Linked DNA regions of Sus scrofa: region 2 is linked to region 1. A link is a contact called in public Hi-C data. All regions are on one chromosome and are shown on one strand. Each heading gives the region's core, a stretch centred on a gene start, on an enhancer-like site or on the middle of the called end of the contact. The rest is flanking DNA. Distances are from core to core; before and after follow the strand shown.

Evidence for each region. Hi-C and Micro-C count contacts between places; a contact is called where the count stands out from the background.
Region 2: a Hi-C map of liver shows a contact between it and region 1, with 16 times the contacts expected there. The contact joins two enhancer-like sites. A contact is called at or near these places in 1 of 5 promoter capture datasets (liver) and 4 of 47 Hi-C or Micro-C datasets (fibroblasts and liver).

The regions. Positions count from the first base shown.
Region 1 is chr15:118,731,539-118,736,406 of Sscrofa11.1, reverse strand. LOC110257175 (a long non-coding RNA gene) reads right to left here. Exons shown (of 5, transcript XR_002339436.1): 1 at 3,686-4,868. Among named protein-coding and RNA genes, the nearest start is that of RPL37A, 32 kb to the right of the region's middle. Within about 2 kb of position 1,951, at least 6 of the 83 cell types and tissues checked have an H3K27ac peak or open chromatin away from gene starts, as enhancers often do. A contact at or near this core is called in liver, where this site is marked.
Region 2 is chr15:118,805,951-118,810,818 of Sscrofa11.1, reverse strand. No RefSeq gene overlaps it. Among named protein-coding and RNA genes, the nearest start is that of IGFBP2, 14 kb to the left of the region's middle. Within about 2 kb of position 2,033, at least 4 of the 83 cell types and tissues checked have an H3K27ac peak or open chromatin away from gene starts, as enhancers often do. A contact at or near this core is called in liver, where this site is marked.

The sequences.
Region 1 (4,868 bases), core at 702-3,201:
GCTTAGTACCTGGTTGATCTAAGCCTCTGCACTTCAGTTTTCCCATCATGAGGCTGTGTATATCCACCTCATAAGACTGCTCTTAGATAAAACACATAAACCGCTAAGCATTGGTTCATGCCTGGCATGTAGCAAGAACTCACGCAGCAGTTAGGCTTGCTAGTCTATTTATAACCATTGTTGGGGGAAACTCATTCCAGCTCCTCTCTGGTCCCTGAGGAGGTAGGAGCCTTGGAAGGAGGAGATCTGGGTTCCAGTCCTGGTGCCAGCACCACAAACTGCGTGGCTTTGGTCACTCCATTTCTCTCTCAGCTTCCATTTCCAGATCCATGAAGTGGAGGCAGGTGCATGGAACCACCTCTGGGGTCCCTCCTTATGCCAGATACTCATTTTTGTGGCTTGCAATCTCTTCCATGAGGAGACTTCCAGAGTCTTCTCCTGTCCATCTGATTTTCCGAGTTGGACTGGTGACTGTTCTGTACTCACTGTCCACATCCAGGAATTTGCTCCAGGGGGCTCCTCACCATTTTTGGGCATGGACACTGCATCTCTGGTTGGGTTCTGCTGCTCCCTTTTCGCGTCCACCGAGGACTCCTGGGTTGCCTGGAGGGAAAACCATCCCCCCCTCCCCCAATTCCTCTGCATCCCCTCGCTTTGTCTCCTGCCAAAATTCCTGGCTCCCTAAGCCAGGTAGGAAAGCAGTTTAGTTCGACCCAATCTGGCACTTTCTGAGAACCTCCCCTGCCTCTGGCACATTCCTTGCATTTGGGCAGAACCCAGAGAGCTAGAGAATTCCTCTCCCTCCTTAGCGTGGGTCCCCGTGTTGGCATGCCAACAGCCCCAAATATTTAAAGCAATCATGAAAATGAGCTCAGAGGTCCATGCCAGAGCCTTGAAAGGAATTAGGCTAAAAACAAGACAAAGGAAGAGGTGAGGCCAAACGGAAAATGCCATGAAAGGCACTGCCCAGCAGGGCCAGGGCCCAGAGCCCTCCTCACTGGCTTCATTCATCGGCAGCCAGGCCCTGGGCTGGGCACCAGGGATGCAAAGTCAAGTTAACTGGTGCCTGCCCTCGAGGGGCAACCAGTTCATCCTGAGAAGCCATACAGACAGGTGATTGAAGTACAGAATGTAAGGACAGGCAAGATGCCAACAAAGGCACGATGGAGCCACCTAGGAAGGGGGTGTCAGCCAGGGTGGGTGGTCAGTAAGGCAGCTCTCAGGGCACTAGGTCCAGGCCTGACTTAGGAGCCTAGGCACACCAGGCTTCACCAGGGGACAAGGGAACAGACGTGCTTCCAGGCAGAGTGGAAAGAGCAGATGCCAACGCACAGAAGCCTGAAGCAGGGTGGAGGAGAGGGAGAAAGTGTCCCACGTAACCACTTCGTAAACTGTAAAGACCCTGAATCTCCTGCTGGCATGTTTATGCGCATGTGATACTTGGGACAGAGAACAAAATTAAGACTTTTTAAAAATGATGACAGTGGAGATCCCATTGCGGCTCAGCAGTGATGAACCTGACTAGTATCCACGAGGATGGGTTCAATCCCTGGCCTCGCTCAGTGGGTAAGGATCCGGCGTTGCTGTGGCTGTGGTATAGGCTGGCAGTTGTAGCTCCGATTCTAGCCCTAGCCTGAGAACTTCCATATGCCGTGGATGTGGCCCTAAAAATAAAATAAAATAAAATAAAATAAAACCTATTGACAGAGACGGACTCTTGGATGCATGCAGACAGAAAGGCTTGAGCAGAAAGCCTTCATCAGAAGGTCCTTTGAGTGTGAGCCAAGCATCGTACCTGTGCGTAGAGAGGCTGGTGAGGCTGTGCAGCCGCAGAGCAGCCCCTTTCCTGTGATGACCCAGAGAGACCGATTCTTTGCTGGAGGGGAAATGGGATTTCCCAGGTCACATGTGTGATGGAAGCGAGTCAGCTTGGCGACTGGGAGCACTGCCAGTCTTCCAGGCACCTGGCACGTCACGGGGAAGGTGCCAAGGTCAAAAACCGATGCCTGCATGAGTTGTGATTAGGGGAGCCCCAGAAGGAGATGGGAGAGGTGGGGCAGGCCTGGGCCTCCTCCTGCCAGAGCGCTTCCAAGCCCGCACAACAGGGTGGAGAGTGGCTCTGCCAGGAGCCTAGGCAGCCACAGGGAGGAAGAAGCGAACAGAATGAAAATACAGCAAGTGAAAGGATCCTCAGGAGCTCTGCAGACACCTGCTAGTAACGGTGTGCTGGGAGCTTCATCATAGTCATCTTTATTCATTTAAACGGTTCTAGCTTTTACTAAGAATCTACTGTAAGGCAGGCTAAGTTAGTTCTTATGGGCACTTAATTTTCGCAACAAATTCAAGAGATCAGTATCCATACTAAGCCCATTTTACTTTATATTTTATTTTAGTTTTTGCTTTTTAGGGCTTCAACGGAAACATACGGAGGTTCCCAGGCTAGGAGTCGAACTGGAGTTGCAGCTGCTGGCCTACATCACAGCCACAGCAGCACGGGATCCAAGTGGTGACCTATGGCTTGTGGTAATGCCAGTTTCTCAATCCCCTGAGTGAGGCTGGAGATTGAAACTGCATCCTCATAGATATTAGTCAGGTTCGTTACCACTGAGCCACAGCGGGAACGCCAGCTAATCCCATTTTATACAGGAGGGAATATCTCTTCATAAGCCTAAATGAAGGTTCCGGATGCCCTAAAACCAGGCAGTGTGCAATTAAAAAGTAAAAAGTGTTAGAGGCTGACTTGTGTCCTCCCCACCTCCCGGTTCATATGCTCAAGTCCTAACCTCTAGTCCCTCAGAATCTGGCTTCATTTGGGGATGGGCTCTTTAAAGAAGTCATTAAGTTAAAATGAGACCAAGAAGGTGGGCACTAATCCAACATGACTGGTGCCTGATGAGAAGAGGAGAGTTGGACACAGACACACAAAGGGAAAAACATCTGAAAGCACAGGGAGAAGATGGCCATCTGCAAGCTCAAGAGAGAGGCCCCAGAAAAAAAACACAAAGTCCACACTTTGGTCTTGAACGTCCAGCCTTCAGACTCATGAGAAAATAAGGCTGTAGTATCATTATGGCAGGCCAAGCAGACCAACACAGGGAGCGGTGGCTGAGGAGTGCCTTAGAGAGACTCCGTGGATCAAGTCTGCTTGGACAGTGTGGTGCCAGGCAGGGGGCTGCCCACCAGAACCCCTTGCCTTGTCCTTGTCTGTTGGGAATCTGAAGACATCTTAGCATCCTCAGTTGAGCACTAAGGGTGACAAGCCTCAGGTGGTTTGAAGTTGTGTTGCAAGAGTGCCATTGATAGGAGTAACCATGGTGGCTCAGCAATAATGAATCCAATTAGTATCCATGAGGATGCAGGTTCGATCCCTGGCCTTGCTCAGTGGGTTAAGGATCCAGCATTGCCATGAACTATGGTGTAGATCACATCAGTGGCTCAGATCCCACTTTGCTATGGCTGTGGCACAGGCCAACAGCCGCAGCTCCAATTTGACCCCTAACATGGGAACTTCCGTATGCCGCAGGTGTGGCCCTAAAAAGACCAAAAAAAAAAAAAAAAAAGTACCATTGATGGGTGTCTTGCCTGACAAGACCAGGGCTTGAAATCAATGGGATGAAAACTGAGGTTTAAAGAAATTAAAACACAAGCTCTAAAGCCAAGCCATCATAATTCTTCTTTTACATACCTTTATATACTAGACTTCCATGAGAGGCGAAGCCAAGGGGACAGACCGATATTTCCATCTGCTTGAGAAGCAAAACAGGTGTGCCAAAGGAATTCACGTTCTCACCATCAATAGACCAGAGCCCAGAGGATGGACCCTCATGAGAAACATCATTAGGATCAGTTAGAAACTAGGTCAGTCGTCACTGTATTTGGGCTTTTGAATTCTTTGAAGTAAGTTAATCATTAAATGGAAGAAGCAAAAATATAGTCTTGAATTTTGGTTAAACTAGAATTGGTCTAGTCAGAGAGTGGGGTGAGAAAGAGGGTTTCAGAAGTTCACTCAGCCCGTGATGCAGGTGTCTGGAGACCCAAGCGGCCCTGGCCTCTACAGCCAATACTGAACTGACCAGAAGTACAAAAGGAATGAGGTTTCCGGGTTACAGGATGGTGGGATGTGGAGATGGAGGAATTGAGGAGAGGCATCTGCAACTTTAGGAAAGCTGGATTTCTGTGCTGAGAGTAATCTTTAAAATAGGTGCAAGCCACTAAGACAAAGAGAAGGCTAGCCAAAAAAAAAAATAAGGAGGACGTCCTGGAGGAGGGGCCCTGCAAGCCGGGCTCTGAAGGAAGACGGATGTGGAGCTGAAAGAACAGAGGAAGGTGCTTTTTCCCATGAAAATGTTAGAGAAACTCAAAAAGGTAGGCAGGAGGTCCCCAATGAAGACTTTAACACTGGAAGGGGAGCCTTGGGCCACACCAGGGAGGGTGTGTGTGTGTGTGTGTGTGTGTGTGTGTGTGTGTGTGTGTGTGTACATCCTGGGACTTTAGTGGGGAGGATCATTCGGTCAAATGTCTCTGGTGAGAAGCGGAGCTAACTAGCCTCGCCAGGGCTAACAAGAGCGGGGTTTGGAGATTGTCGGGGGAGTTCAGCAGGCACCTTTCTTGACCAAGGGGGAGCAGGGACAGAGAATCATGAACGAGACCTGCTGGACTTTCAATCAGATCTAGTGTCAACCTGCAGCTTAAGTGATAGCCAAATGTCTCTTATTTCTATTTTATCATCTCCACACTTGCTCCCAGCACGCAGAGCACGCCATCTGCATGATGCTGGGCCAAAGAAATAAAACCCGAGAGGAAATTGCACGACGGTGCTGCATAATCGGTCCGCTACGTCTGGGATATTAGCTGAGACATGTGTGTCT
Region 2 (4,868 bases), core at 784-3,283, 74 kb before region 1:
GAGCCTCTGCAGGGCTCGTAGGAAGACTTGTAGCCTAAACAGTGGACCAGAAGACTTCCTGGAGGTGGTGTTAGAAATCAGAGCTCTGGATCTTTGGCTGTGAGGGTGTTTCTGGAATCCTTTTTCCCTTCCCCACATCTCAACTCCACATCCCCCTTGGGTTTCTGCCCTAGATGGCAGGTGTGTGTTGCAAGCTACTTTTCTAGCTGGTGGTTGGCAGGACATCAGGGCCATTGGAGGCAGTGGTGCTGTCTCTCTGGGGTGTGCCTCAGCACTCAATACCCTCTGTAACTGCCCACGCAATCCCTTACCCACAGCCTCCTGGGTGCACATTCTTCCCACTGGAAGTCTTTCTGGCTGCCGCCTCCAGTGAAACTCGTCTTCCTCACTTTCCATAATGTTTCTCTCTCCACTGTGCAGCTGTCAGAGTGCAACTATTTCTATCTCCTCTGTTGTTGTTCCTCTCCATTACTCTGCAGCTGATCTTGGGGCTGGTGTGGGACTTCAAGGCCTCTTCAAGGAGACAGAACTCAAAGCCTCTGGGGAAGACAGGAATTACCAGACCCTTATCATTGCCCCCGCCCCCCGCCCCACCGCCCCAGTCTCATTGTAATGCCCCCTCCCCCACCTTGAGCAACCTGTCCTAAACTTCCTACCCCCTACTAAGAAAGGTATGTGGCCCACTCCTCACTCCATCCTTATGAGGGCTTATATGCCCCCAACCAACCAGCAAATGTATCCTAAGTTCCCTCTTTCTCCAACCAGTCAGCAGGTCAGCAGGTGTATCATAAGCCCTCACCTCTCCCTGGGCTATAAAAACAGACATCACCACGTGCCCAGAGTCATCTCTCCCTGATCATCAGGAAGTCTGACCGCTGTGTTAACAGCATCTCTTATCTCAATAAACTCTTCTTTCTCTTCACCCCACTATGTCTGGAAAATTATTTCTCCAACCCGTACACACAGACCACAAACAGCTGGTCTCTTTCTCTCTAGTCTCTGCCTCTTTCTCCCTATCCTTGTTATCTTCATTAATGATAGGATTTTCATCCCCGTGCTTGCCCCCAGCTAGAGGCCTCTGTCTCTGACCCAGTCCTTCCCCTCCATAGGAAGAGTCTCAGGGATTCTGCTATATTCAAATGATCATCAGTGGCCATGAGACTCTAAGGAATCATTGTCTGGGGTTTGGACAGGAGGCAAGGCTTAGTCCCATCAAATCCTCACCACCACCACCACCACCACCACCACCACCACACACACACACACACACACACACACACACACACACACACACACACACTGCAAGGTTGCAGCACTGGGCATTTGGCCAGTCCTTTCAAAGTTGTGCCTCCTGCCCATGATCCAGAAAGAAGAGTCAATATTTATTTCCATCCACATCTTTACAAAATAGTAAACAACCTGAAGGCTCAAGCAGGTGACCTCAGTTCCTGTTCTTGGTTCAGAATCCTGGTCTCTGCACCCTCAGGAGCATTTGAGTTCTAACACCAGGGATTTCATAACTTGAAACAATCAAAACAGGCCCACAGACTTTAGAGGCTGTTCAGGAGGGTGAGGGGATGACTTTTGCAAGTCACCAAATTGGTTGGAGCCTCGGTTTCCTCATCTGCAAAGTGGGGTGGGAACGCCTAGCTCATGGGGCTTCTGGTGGATTCACTCATGATGGCCTCTGGCTGGAGGTCCAGTCCAAAGAGGGGGTTAATGTAATGTCTGCTAAACCTGAGCAGGGTCTCTACTGTGGTGGTCTTGCCTTCTGGAGCAATCCCCTGAGTGAAAACCGGATCCAGGACACGAGGTGCCAGGGATCCTTCAAGGCCACCTGTCGGCAGTTGAAGCCCCCTCCCTTCTTCCCTCCTGGACATAATGATTTCGAAGGCTCCACCTGCCCGAGAGGACCTTCACCTCGTAGGTGTGCCATCTGCCACTGCCTGTCCCCCTTCCTTGGTCCTGGCCATCTGGAACAGGGCCTTCTCTCTTGGCGAAAATATTATTGTTTTTTTGGCCACTGGTTTGATCCTCCGGAGTCAATATTTGCAGAGATAAGCACAGTGGCATGTAGCAGTGTGGTTGTTTATGACTCTCTCCCCAGTTCCTTCTGGGCCACAGTGTGAGGTGAGGGTGCATTTTGACAGCAGTGGATCCTGTTACTTACTCAGACCACCTCACAAGGATGTGGGAGAGAGGCTGGGGTCAGTCCTCTCCTGCTCCTAAAGGTGTGCTCTCAGCCTGCTTGCACAGGAGCCAGAAAGGGTTTATCATGACCTTCCGGGAAGCCTGCAGCCTGGACTCCTGTGCCTCCAGGCTGTTCCAGTTACACGCATCCTAGGCTGACCCTGACCTTCTCCACTAGATTCTAAGGTCTTAGACTGGTCTTTTCTATAAAAATGAGATTTTCTGTTTCCACTTCACATAAAAATGTCTGGGGAGATTTTTCCACCCAGACTGGAGGGCTTATTTCAGAAGATTTGACTTAAAATATAGGTTCCTGTTGTGGCTCAGCAAGTTAAGAACCCAACTAGTATCCATAAGGATGTGGTTTCGATACCTGGTCTCACTCAGTGGGTTAAGGATCCAGCATTGCCAAAAGCCATGGTATAGGTCGCAGACACAGCTCAGATTCCGAGTTGCTTTGCCTGTGGTGTAGGCCTGTAGCGGCAGCTCTAATTCAACCCCCTAACATGGGAACTTCCATATGCCATAGGTGCAGCCCTTAAAAAAAAGAAAAAAAATATATATATGGGAAGATAGGAAGATTCATCAATAAAGAGAAATAACTTAGATACTTAAAAATTATAATAAAATATAGGTTGTAAGGGGTTGTGCAAAATTCCTTTTGAAGTGGTATGACATCCCACTAGGACAGACATACTACCCATATTAAGCCATTGAGGACAGAGAAAGCAAGCATGGTTTCAAACAAAGCCCAAACTAAAAGGCACAAGGACATGCGAAGTTGCAGTTGGGCTGCTTCTCAGGTGGGCAACTCTATGTAATTACAGGGGGGTAGAAGCAGGCATTGATTAATGAACCATGGTTAATGGTTTTCCAGAGAGACACTGGGGAGGCTGGATAGCTAATAATAGTGATAACAACTAATAGAAACAAGAGAGGAGGAAGAACAGGAAGGGGAAGGAAAAAGAAAAAGGAGCAGCAGAGCAGTGGCATAGCTGGGTGGTCTTCTCAATACCAGTCTCTTCAATTTAAAAAAAAAAAATTTAGGAGTTCCCGTTGTGGCTCAGTGGGTTAAGAACCCGACTATTATCCTTGAGGGTGTGGGACCAATCCCTGGCCTAAGGATCTGGTGTTGCTGTGAGCTGTAGTGTAGATTGCAATCTCAGTGGCTTAGATCCCGAGTGGCTGTGGCTGTGGTGGAGGCTGGAGGCTACAGCTCGGATTCCACTCCTAGCCTAGGATCTTCTACATGCCATGGTGTGGAGCTAAAAAGCCAAAAAAAAATTTTTTTTTAATGGAGCCAGCTTCTTTATTACAGAGGGTGAGTTCACATTTAAGTGTCTCCATTTCTTCTCTCTCTTTCTTTTCTTTTTGTTTTTTGTTTTTTGGCCACACCTGAGGCATGTGGAAGCTCCACAGCCAGGGACCGAACATGCACCTCAGCAGCAACCTGAGCTGCTACAGTGACAATGCTGGATCCTTAACCTGCTGCACCACAAGGGAACTCCCAGTCTCTTCATTTAATTATCTTACTGAATTCTCACAACCACCCCACAAGGCAGTTCGTATTGTCCCCAGTTTTCAGATAAAGAAAGTGAGACTCAGAGGTTAAAGTGATTTGTTCAAGGTCATACAGCCTATAAAACATAGGTACATAATGAGACTTTGCTGACTTTGATCAAGGAACCTTCCGAAGATCAGTCTTTTATAAACTCATCATTCTGTACTGTAGACAGCTGGCCCTGATTATCCCACCTTAGCCAATTCCTCTTTCTCCCCTTTGAGACAATGGGATCCTTTGAATCCTCGGCTTGGGCCCAGGCTAGGCTCCAGAACAACTTGGTCAAATGAGTCAAGATGACATATGCCTTGCCCTGAAGCACTTGGGAATCTGGAGCCCTTTGGGAATCCGGGGGCACCTGCTATGTACAGGCGGTTTTTGTCATTTGGGATAGGTCAGTGAAAGAAGCCAGGACTCTCCCTGCTCTGGTGGAGCTCCATGGGGAGAGGGCACAGGAGTGGCTGGCAGACACCAGAGGGGTCCTTTCTTTGAAAAAAGCTGACCCAGCTCCAGGCTGCTCTCCTGGTAGCTAGTGAGGTTTATTTCCCAAACACAAACATGATCAACTCAAATTCCTACCAAAAAGTGGTTTCCCTTTGCACTTAGGATAAAGACCCAAAGTCTTAGATCTGCCTTCAAGGCCCTACATGGGGTCCAAAGCCCTCCTCTGTCTCACTGCACACCAAGCCCCTCCCTCTCTAACCAGCATTCCAGGCCCTTCTCCTTTTACCAGCCAGCCACCCCTTCAACCATCTCCTCAGTCAACACAGACTTGCAAAAGGAAGGCCCTGCTCCTGCTTGGCCAAACCTCCCCTTACAGACTCCCCGAGTATCCTGGGCCCTCTCTGTGGCACTTCCCAATGTTACGGCTTCATATGAGGTGATCTGAGGCTCCCACACTGGACTGTAAGCTCCTTGCACCCAGGACTGACCAGTGCACACACCCCACGTGCCCAGAACCTGGTCAGGGCCTGCTCCAGCACAGTCTGCCAAATGAATGACCTTCCCTACACCCCACAGGACTAGTGATCTTCTCTCCTCACCCCTTTCCTATTAAGTGAAAGGGCAAAGGGCCAAGAGTTATGGGCAGGGTGCCCACAACACTTCAACCTCAAAT